2 separate regions of the Mus musculus genome follow, and region 1 is linked to region 2. A link is a contact called in public HiChIP or PLAC-seq data. All regions are on one chromosome and are shown on one strand. Each heading gives the region's core, a stretch centred on a gene start, on an enhancer-like site or on the middle of the called end of the contact. The rest is flanking DNA. Distances are from core to core; before and after follow the strand shown. Region 1 holds the start of Kdm6a (lysine (K)-specific demethylase 6A). Region 2 has its middle 84 kb from the start of Gm39498.

Region 1 (4,719 bases), core at 685-3,184, 440 kb after region 2:
AGGCCAGCCTGGGCTACAGAGCAATACCCTGTTTCATAAAACCTGTGCCCCAATAAACTAGAATTACTCCACATCAAAAACAACAGCTTTGGTTTAGAGGTCACAGAGCTTGCACAAGGATCAGAACCCAGCTGTGCTAGCTAGACTCCAACCCCTCCCTATCACTTTATTTCTAAAACTCTAACCTTATTATTAAAGGGCAGGAAGGCACTCAGACATGGGTTGCTTATATCATTCTTGGAAAGGGACTAAATCAGGAACCAGTAACTTTGGGGACGTGGCCAAATACTGACAGGTTTGATTTCTGTTTGTGCAAGTGTCCATGTGGTAGTGGGGCCAAAAATCTCCCAGGTTTTGAAGGTCACCATTTGTGACATTTAACAATTCGTATGTTAATTTAGCTATAGAAAATATTCAGTCTCTGGTACTCACTCAGTCAAGTAAAATAGAACACCATAGAACATGTTTTGTAAAAGTGTAATTAAACACGAAATATAATCCATACAAAACTAGTTTATTCATCTAGTTACTAGTCTCCAGGCAACAATTTAAAGCTCTGTCTGTCTGCAAAATTAGTTGGGACTTTTATAGTCTCTCATTGAAGAACACAGCTAGGATTTACTGACTCAGCACTTATATATTCTGAAATCTAAATTTAAATATACCCTATTGATTACAGGTGTAAACTTATATAAAACATATAAAGCTTGGTTTATAAACGGATCTTTTCTTCATATAGTCCATTTACTAATATTTTCTATCCCAAAGACTGGAGGTGTGATGAGATACATCACATTATATCTGCCTTTTCAAAATAGTCGATGGAAAGTTTGGTCTATCTCCTGATTATACTATGGGTCAAACACCAGACTTATTTGTACCTGAGGGACAGAACAAGCAAATGTTACTGCTAAGGGTTTCCTATGTAGTGGAAGCAGAAAAAGGCTGGCAGGAAGCTGTGTTGAGGATTCTATTTCTCTAAGGCCAGTTCACATACAGCTCCTACTCTTCCATGGAGTACCCACTGAGATGACAGCAACAGAACCCAACATTCTGAAATCCCCCTCGACAAATTTCACTGTTTCTGTTTTTTTCTTTATAGTATAACGAATTACTGCTAGGGCGTAGGGTATATGCAAGCAGCAGGAATATCTGGCCCGAAAGTGCTGCCAACAGACAGACCTTTGGCGGTGGGGTGCGGGAGCCAGCGCGCCAGACCCCCTGCAGGCGACTGACTCTTCATTCCTCCCTGCCTGGGGTGAGTGGGCGGGGGTCGGGAGACGTTTTCCCCTTCCCCTTTTGAAAGGGTATGGGGCTTCGCGTGGCCTTGTCTAGGGCGGCGCCCAGGCTGCAGGGTATGAAGCCGGCTGCTGCTCCTCTGGCGCACTCCTCGTGGAGGCTATTATTTCTAGCAGTGCGCCTTCTTCCGAGGGCAGAGGTCTGGGGCCGAGTGTTCCCTCCCCGCGACTCAGCTGGTGTCCAGCCCTGTCGGGATCGATATTCCCGGAGTGCGCGAGCGCTAGCAGGACCACCGAAATCACAGTCTTGGCCCACCCTAGGGCTTCCGGGCAGCCAGAGGCTGTCCTAGGCTTTCTCGTTGGCGCTCGCTACAGGCGGTGCCGGACCTCGCCCAGACTGAGCACTCCCCTCCCCCCCCCGATCCCACCACGGCTCCCGAAGGGACACAGCCTGGACCCCTCCATTCTCTGCCTGTGTATTTAAGTAGCACAACCTAACCGGCTGCTCCCACTGGGTGACAACCCTACTCCGGACAGACGTGCCTATCAGCCAACCACCGACCAGAACTGGCGAGCATCCCGCTCTCGGATCTGTGGCGGCCTCGGTGGGCGGGGCTAAAGCAGCTAGCAAGTTAAGTGGAGCCACGACTGACGCGAGTCAACAAAGGTCACGTGAGGCGAGGGGCTGCTCTGGTTGGCTGCGCCGAGCGGGCTGTGAGGGGGGGGTCACGGCAGCGGCGTGGGGTTCGCTGTGTGACACAATTACAACAACTTTGTGCTGGTGCCGGGGAAGTTTGTGTCTCCTACGAATCCCCCCCAGAGCTCCCGCTCCTCGCGCGCTCCGGCCATTCCCGCCGACCCTGCCTGTGGCTGCCCCCTTCCCATCCCCGCGATGTGACCCTACAGCCGAGCCGTCGCCGCTCCGGACCCAGTGGTTCCACAGCCTCTGCTGCCTCTGCCTTCACCTCTACCGCGTTAGGATTTTTCGCTGCCGCCTCTCGCGGCAGAGGAGGAGGCAGAAATAAAGTTGGTGTGCCGGTCTTGTGCGGAGATTGGAGGCGTCCTTGCGGGCTCCGGCCCGGAGAGGGGGGGTGTCGGCGTTGGAGTTGTGAATTCGCTGCGTTTCCATGAAATCCTGCGGAGTGTCGCTCGCTACCGCCGCCGCCGCCGCCGCCGCCGCCGCTTTCGGTGATGAGGAAAAGAAAATGGCGGCGGGAAAAGCGAGCGGCGAGAGCGAGGAGGCGTCCCCCAGCCTGACAGCGGAGGAGAGGGAGGCGCTCGGCGGACTGGACAGGTACGGGGAGCGGGCACTCGCCCGGGCGGCTCGGGACAGGCTGGCGCCACTCTCCGAGGAGGCCGGAGCGCGGCTAGCCTGTGGCGGCCGTGGGGCGGGCACCTCGGCTTGGCGCTCTCGGCTCCGCTGACGCCCGGGCCTCGGGCTTTGGCACGGACGGGTCGGCGCCGATGCCGGGGCACTAACGAGCGGCGTGTGTCTTTCTCCGCAGCCGCCTTTTCGGGTTCGTGAGGTTTCATGAAGATGGCGCCAGGATGAAGGCCCTGCTGGGCAAGGTAAGGCAAACCGCGGGCCGGAGCGCGGACGCGGTCTCTCGAGCCAGAGGCGCGCTCGCCTGGGGCACCGGGGCCGGGTCACCACTCATTGTGGCCTCGAAAGACGGCCGAGGGGCTTCCGGAAAACTATTTCCTGCTACTGCGCTCCCCTCCACCCCCTGATACCTCGCTTGCTCTCTTGAGAGATCACTTCTCTTGGAGCCAGAGGACAGAGGCAGTGGCGCTTTTGGGGCCAAGCTCATGTGGGGCTTCCAAATTGACTACGATTTTACCGCCCTTGGAGGCTAGGCGGATGATCTCTGAGGTGCCTAGGGAGGGTCATGAGTTCGTAAACAGCTGTAGATTTCCTTAAATCCCCCGCTCGTTATCTTCCCTGGTTATTAAGGCTCTTTAGGCAGTCTGTTCCTGATGCCTGCTTTAGTCAAACATTTCGGGATGGCTTCTTGTCTCTGCTCCCTGAAGGGGGAAGTTGCACGTAGTTTAGGTCCGTAAAGAGTTTGCATGGGGTTATTGACTTGTATCATCATCGGTGTGTGCTTTACCTGAAGTTAGGTGATTTGTTTACTTTTTGGATCTTTCTGCCAAAGATCTACCACAGTTGTATGAGTGCGTTTTCTGGAGCTTGGTTTCCTGTGAGTCTGTCAGGAGCAGTTGGGGAGGATTCTGGGTGTAGTCTCTTGTTTATTTGTGTGCAAAGTTGTTGGTACTGTCATTTAGTTAAGTAATGGCTGCTTCTGTCCGCCCAAGATGGCGGGACAGGGTGGGAGGAGAAAGTGAGCCGGGGGAGGTTTGGGGGAGGGAGGAGAGGTAAACAGGGAAATAAATAGTATCAGAGAAGAATAGGCCTCTCCTTTGGAGTATGTAGCTCAGTAGTTAATAAAAATGATCACAGATTATTTGCATGTAGAATTTTTGTCCCCTTCTCTAGCTTTGAAATAGCGTGCATACGCCTGGTAAATGCTTATCAACCTGTAGCACATTTAGTTACCCATGGTAAGCTATTGAACAAAGGCTGGAGTCTCAGTCTGTCTACTTCAGTTTATATTTCCTGACCAAAGTGTGATTGGAATGGTAGGAGGAGGTTTTTTTGTTAGCTGGGACTCTCAAACTTGGAGTGTCTATGGTAGATGTTGCATTCATTAGACCTTTTCTTCTTTGCCGGAAATCTTTAGGTTTGATTTGATACTTTGTTAGCTCTATTGTTGCAATTGGGAAGTTTAAGAAAGGCGACTAAAGCTTAACGGCTTTAAAAAAAGTTGATTATTTTGCTCCTTACTTTTTGAATGTATTTTGGTTTGGCTGCCTTAATTGTTTTTATCTGTGATCATAATTACGTTTTTATTTTAAAGTATCAAAATATAAGAACTTGTGATTGCAGACAATGACTATAAGGCAAAACAGTCATAATCTTTTTCGGTAGGTCCATTTTCTTTGAATGGTAAGGAAATTTGAATTGAACTTTGACAGTGACGGTATTAATTTTCTTTCATTAAAATTAGCGCTGGAAAAATGTTCAGTAACTAGCTCTGGAATTATATAAATATAAATAGTTGTTAGCCCCCTCTTTTCAAGATTTTCCTCAACCTATTTGAAGTATTTTATGTACAAAGATTAGATTAATGTAAAGTTGTCATTCCAAAGATGTGTGTGTGTGTGTGTGTGTGTGTACACACACCTGTATATAGTGTTTAAATTTAAGGGCCATTTTATTTTGGAGTAAACATTGCTAGTTTAAATTGAGTTAATAGAGTTGCTTTCAGCGATAATTCATTTGGAAATTTAGGCTAAATTTATTCCTTTTGGTTACAGTGATGAAGAAATAAGTGGAATGTGTTTTAAGTGCATGTGTAAAGTGCTAGTTCTTACTTTCATATCTTAGAATGCTTGTTATCAGAATCACACATGGTTGTCC
Region 2 (4,391 bases), core at 1,618-4,117:
TCTTCTGTATAAAAAGTTTGATGCTCGTCTTGACAAAATACATTCAGATTCTACACAATCTCCTGTGTGCATCTGTCTGTCATTTCCGCTGACTCTTTGCCCACCTGTGCCTAGAGACCCTTTCCACACAGACAAAGGGACCCAGAGGGTCTGCGGCAAGGTGTAATACTCTCATAAAGGAAAGTCTAGAGGGGTCTTAGGACTTCTTTCTGCTGTGTGAAGATTAAACAAGAAGCCAGAACTTTGTCACTAGACTACAACACTCTCCAAAACCCAACTGTACTGGCATCCAGGTACCCAACCTATAAGAAATAAATGTACATTATTTAAACCAACTAGTCTATGGTACTTTCTTAAAGAAGCCTAATGTAAGACATTTATCTTAACTTTTCCCTGGCATTTATCACAACCTAGAGTGTCATGAATGTTCATTGATAACATAAATCCAGAGTTCAAGCTTGGACTTATTATCTGCATCACCATCAGAACATGTCAGAAGTGTTTTCAGCAAACAAAACATTACAACCACCTACTGGTGTAAGTTTCTACTTTCTTTTAAAAAATCCCTTTTATTCTTTACATTTTATTTAAAATGTAATGTTTTAATGTAAATTTTGAGTATTGTTCTACTTCTCTGATAATTTAATCAAATGGAAATGGTTAGGCCTCCTAGAAGGCAACAGTGGAGATAACTGGGCCCTCAGTCTCATTGATGAATTTAGGTCAACTGAGAATTTGGGCTTGTATGCAATCACTCCATAGGAATTGGTAGGTAAAAGATTGTCCCCCATCTCCAACAGGCATAAGCATATGACCTAAGCACGTGTCAGTTCTGCAAAATCAGGATCAAAAAGCAAGCAATGGGACCATAAAATCAGTAAGCACTCCTTGAAATCCTCCTCTGTTTGCATCAGCATAGCTTCCCTGCCAGTACTCAGACCCCAGTAAGACTTGGTGAGGTGTCTGTAAAATGGGAAGCACATAGAATCTTAGAAAGATAAGAAACACATCTAGGGTCATTCCTCCTTCTCCAAAATTAAAGCTCTGGGTTAGATAAATGCAACACGAATTATTCTTTTTTATTTATACATTGCATCTCTTGGAGCTTGAAAGTAATACAAAGCTAAATAATTTCATATAAGTCAGAAAAATTGAAATTGGATATGTCTTGAACTGCTGTTATATAAAATATGGTGTTTTTTATTGCTTTTAACTTTTGTCTGGTAGACTATCATGTTAATTCTATAAAAAATATGTTTTGAAGGTAAATGAGTAAAGCTTATGGGTTCCTTTAAGCTCCTTTCATGAAAGGTGCTATATAAAACCAAAGCATACTGTGTTGCATTAGTATTTTATTTCATAAGCTCTGCAGCACAAAACCCTGAAAATAAAATCTCTCAATGGATTTGTGAGAGATCATTATCTTCTTAGTCCTGGAAATGGATTTTGAGGCATTTCTGAAAGCAGCAAATGCTGTTGTTTGTTGCTGCTGCTTACATTTTGTATGCTCACAGTGGTTAAATTTTGTATGCTCACAGGCAAATATTGACAGGAAAAATGCTTCTGGAGTTGTGTTGACAGTGTTTCTGTGTATGTGTGCATGCGTACACCTGTGTATATACATGTGTATACATGCACTAGTGAAGTAAAACACTGAATGGCTCAGACTTCTGATTTTATGCCAATTTATGTCTGACTGTTACATTTTTAAAATTGCTAGATTATTTAATAAGGAATTTGGGGGTGCTTATTTTTAGGATCCATAGATGAGAAAAAAAAAATCTATGTCTTTCTTGCCATCATATATATATATATATATATATATATATATATATATATATATATATATATATATATCAAGATCTGACATGGCTTCTCAGTACTCACACGGTAGAAGGGAAGAACTGACTCTCACAAGTTGTCCTCTGACATCTACCTATGTGCATGGGACATCAAGAAATCCTCACATCATCAGCTCCGGCTGGAATGATGAATTAGGAAGTTGAATACAGGTTTAATATGCTGACAACACTCAACTGCAATGATGAGATGCAAAGCAGATGTGCAGCAGAAGTTAAGTAACCACAACAGGCAGCAGTCTGTATCGCAAGGTGCCAAGAGAGCAGAAGTCAAAAAATCAGTCATCAGAGGAGGGGCTGAAATGGTGCCTTCAGGGAGGGCATGGGGGAAGGGAGCATTTTAGCTGGGCAACACACCAACTTGAAATGATATCTTAAACAGACCTTCATTTTCTCTCTCTGATGTAACTATTCATTGCTATTTATTTTATCCACAAGGCAAGTCTTTAAATGTGGGTAGTCATACTCATTTGGCCTTGCTTCTTCAAAGCACTTTAAAAAATAGACGATGATTAGATTATGGTTGATGCTGCTGATGCTGGTAACACTGAAAATATTTTTATTTTGGATTGGATGGTTTTACTGGCACCTCTTGACTTAATAGGTTCATACCACTCTCTGCAGCATCCCAGAAACATAATCTATCTGCTGTAACACCTTCTAGTCCTTTCCATCTTAATAGTCTTAATAGTAAGCAGTCTCAAATGTCTTATTCCAGACATTAAAAAAAAAAAAAAAAAGGAAAACATGGAGAAATTAAAACCTTTGGACAATGCTGGCAGTAAAATGCCACTGTAGGGCAGTGAGCTATGCACAGACAGCCTGGTCCTAGGCGAGCACAGGCCTGGAACACCAGTGACCCTAAAGGACAGAAGGTGTTTGGCCATTCCTCCTGTCGCAGCTACAGCTTCCCACAGCCCCACCCCCACCCCACCCCCACCCGCAGAGAGTTGTGTGGCCAGCAGTCTTTTAAGCAACACCCTGGTATTCTGTCTGGACTCCACCCTCAGTTACCAGGCAACAGCCAGGTATGTTCTGCGACACAGTTACCTAGCAACAGCCAGGATGGCCCAACCCACTATAAAAGGAGCTGCTTGCCCACTCCTCTCTCTTTTGTTTCTCTTACCTTCCTAGTCTCTTGCTTTTACTCTTGCTCCCTTGTTCCCCCTCCCTTCTCCCCTCTCTCCATGTGTCCATGGCCGGCCTCTCCTCTTCTACTCTCTCCTCTCTGTCTTTCTACAATAAACGCATTAAAACCATGGACTGCCTCTTTTCATTGGAACTCACCATGCTGGAACAATAGTGCAGGTTTCCCTCTAAAGTGCTGTGCATCTAATCTCCTACCAGGAGGCCTCCCTGTGCTCCAGCCATGGCTGCCAGCCAAACCAAGCAGCTCACTGAGCTAGCTGTCTAAGCTAGCCAGACTTTCCTCTCCGCAGTAACCTGCCAGAGCTCTCCTCTTACCCTTTTCCCTTTGGCCCCCCCGGCCAGAGTCCACCAGAGGGTCCCCACCCATTCTCAGCTCTATCTCAACATACAGCAGCGTCTGGGATGTTTGAGAGTGAGAACCTGACGTCCCTGGCCTCCATGTGTCCCAGGGATCCCAGAGCCAGCTCTTCTGCAGTCCCCAGAGGGGTCTGTGGTATCTGAGAGTCAGGCTGACTCCAGCAGGTTCCTCAGGGATCCCAGACTTTGCCTTCCTCACCCCCAGAGTGGGATCTCTTGGCTTCTCACAGTCCAACGCCAGCCCTGTGGTGGTTCTATGGGGTTGCACTCAGTCAAACTTCCCGCATCCACCTCAACCAGTGGCCCTAGCCCCAAGTGGACATGGAACCCCATTTTTTTTGTTTCACATGCCACAACTGAATGCATGTCCCAATATAAAATTAATCAACACAGCAATAAATATAATAAGTGCTGGAGAGAAGGCTCAGCAATTAAGAACACTTACTGCTCTTTCAGAAGACCTGACTTCAGTTCCTGGCTCCTAAGATGGGTGGCTTACAATCACTTGTAACTCTAGCTGCAGAAGAATACAAAAACTCTGGTTTCCTTGGACACCTGCATTTGCATGCACATAACCATATGCAGAAGCAGACACATAAATTAGAAATAAAATAAATCATTAAAAATAATTGTAATAGCCATTATTCACAGTCACAGTGGCAAAAAGGCAGAAACAGTCCCAATGTCTGTTACCTAGTAAAGAATATTCCTCAACCCTAAGAAGGATGAAATACCAGTGTGCACTAGAACATAGATAAACCTTGAAAGTTAAGTGTTAAGTGAAAGAATCCAGTCACAAAAGATCACATGCTATATGTATGATTTCAATTCCATGACATGATCAGAATAGGAAAATCTAGAGACACACAATGGATTAGTGGTTATCGAAGCCTGTGGAGTACAGGAAGTTATATTGAATAGGGACTGATTGCCAAAAGGCTTCTTTAGAAGTTGATGAAAATATACAGTGACCATGGTTGCCTAACTGAATACGCTAAAAGCCATTGATTTATACACTTGAAATAG

Evidence for each region. HiChIP or PLAC-seq counts read pairs in DNA pulled down with a chosen protein or histone mark.
Region 1: an H3K27ac HiChIP or PLAC-seq map of epiblast stem cells shows a contact between it and region 2, with 5 times the contacts expected there. The contact joins the promoter of Kdm6a here to the enhancer-like site in region 2. A contact is called at or near these places in 5 of 39 promoter capture datasets (the 3T3-L1 cell line, 3T3-L1-derived adipocytes, epiblast stem cells and 1 more), 2 of 484 Hi-C or Micro-C datasets (both in embryonic stem cells) and 2 of 115 datasets of contacts at active chromatin or transcription factors (embryonic stem cells and epiblast stem cells).

Annotation. Positions count from the first base shown.
Region 1 is chrX:18,160,641-18,165,359 of GRCm38.p6, forward strand. Kdm6a (lysine (K)-specific demethylase 6A) reads left to right here and starts at 1,935. Exons shown (of 29, transcript NM_001310444.1): 1 at 1,935-2,532; 2 at 2,744-2,807. The coding sequence starts at 2,366.
Region 2 is chrX:17,722,479-17,726,869 of GRCm38.p6, forward strand. No RefSeq gene overlaps it. Among named protein-coding and RNA genes, the nearest start is that of Gm39498, 84 kb to the right of the region's middle. Within about 2 kb of position 2,868, at least 13 of the 459 cell types and tissues checked have an H3K27ac peak or open chromatin away from gene starts, as enhancers often do. A contact at or near this core is called in epiblast stem cells, where this site is marked.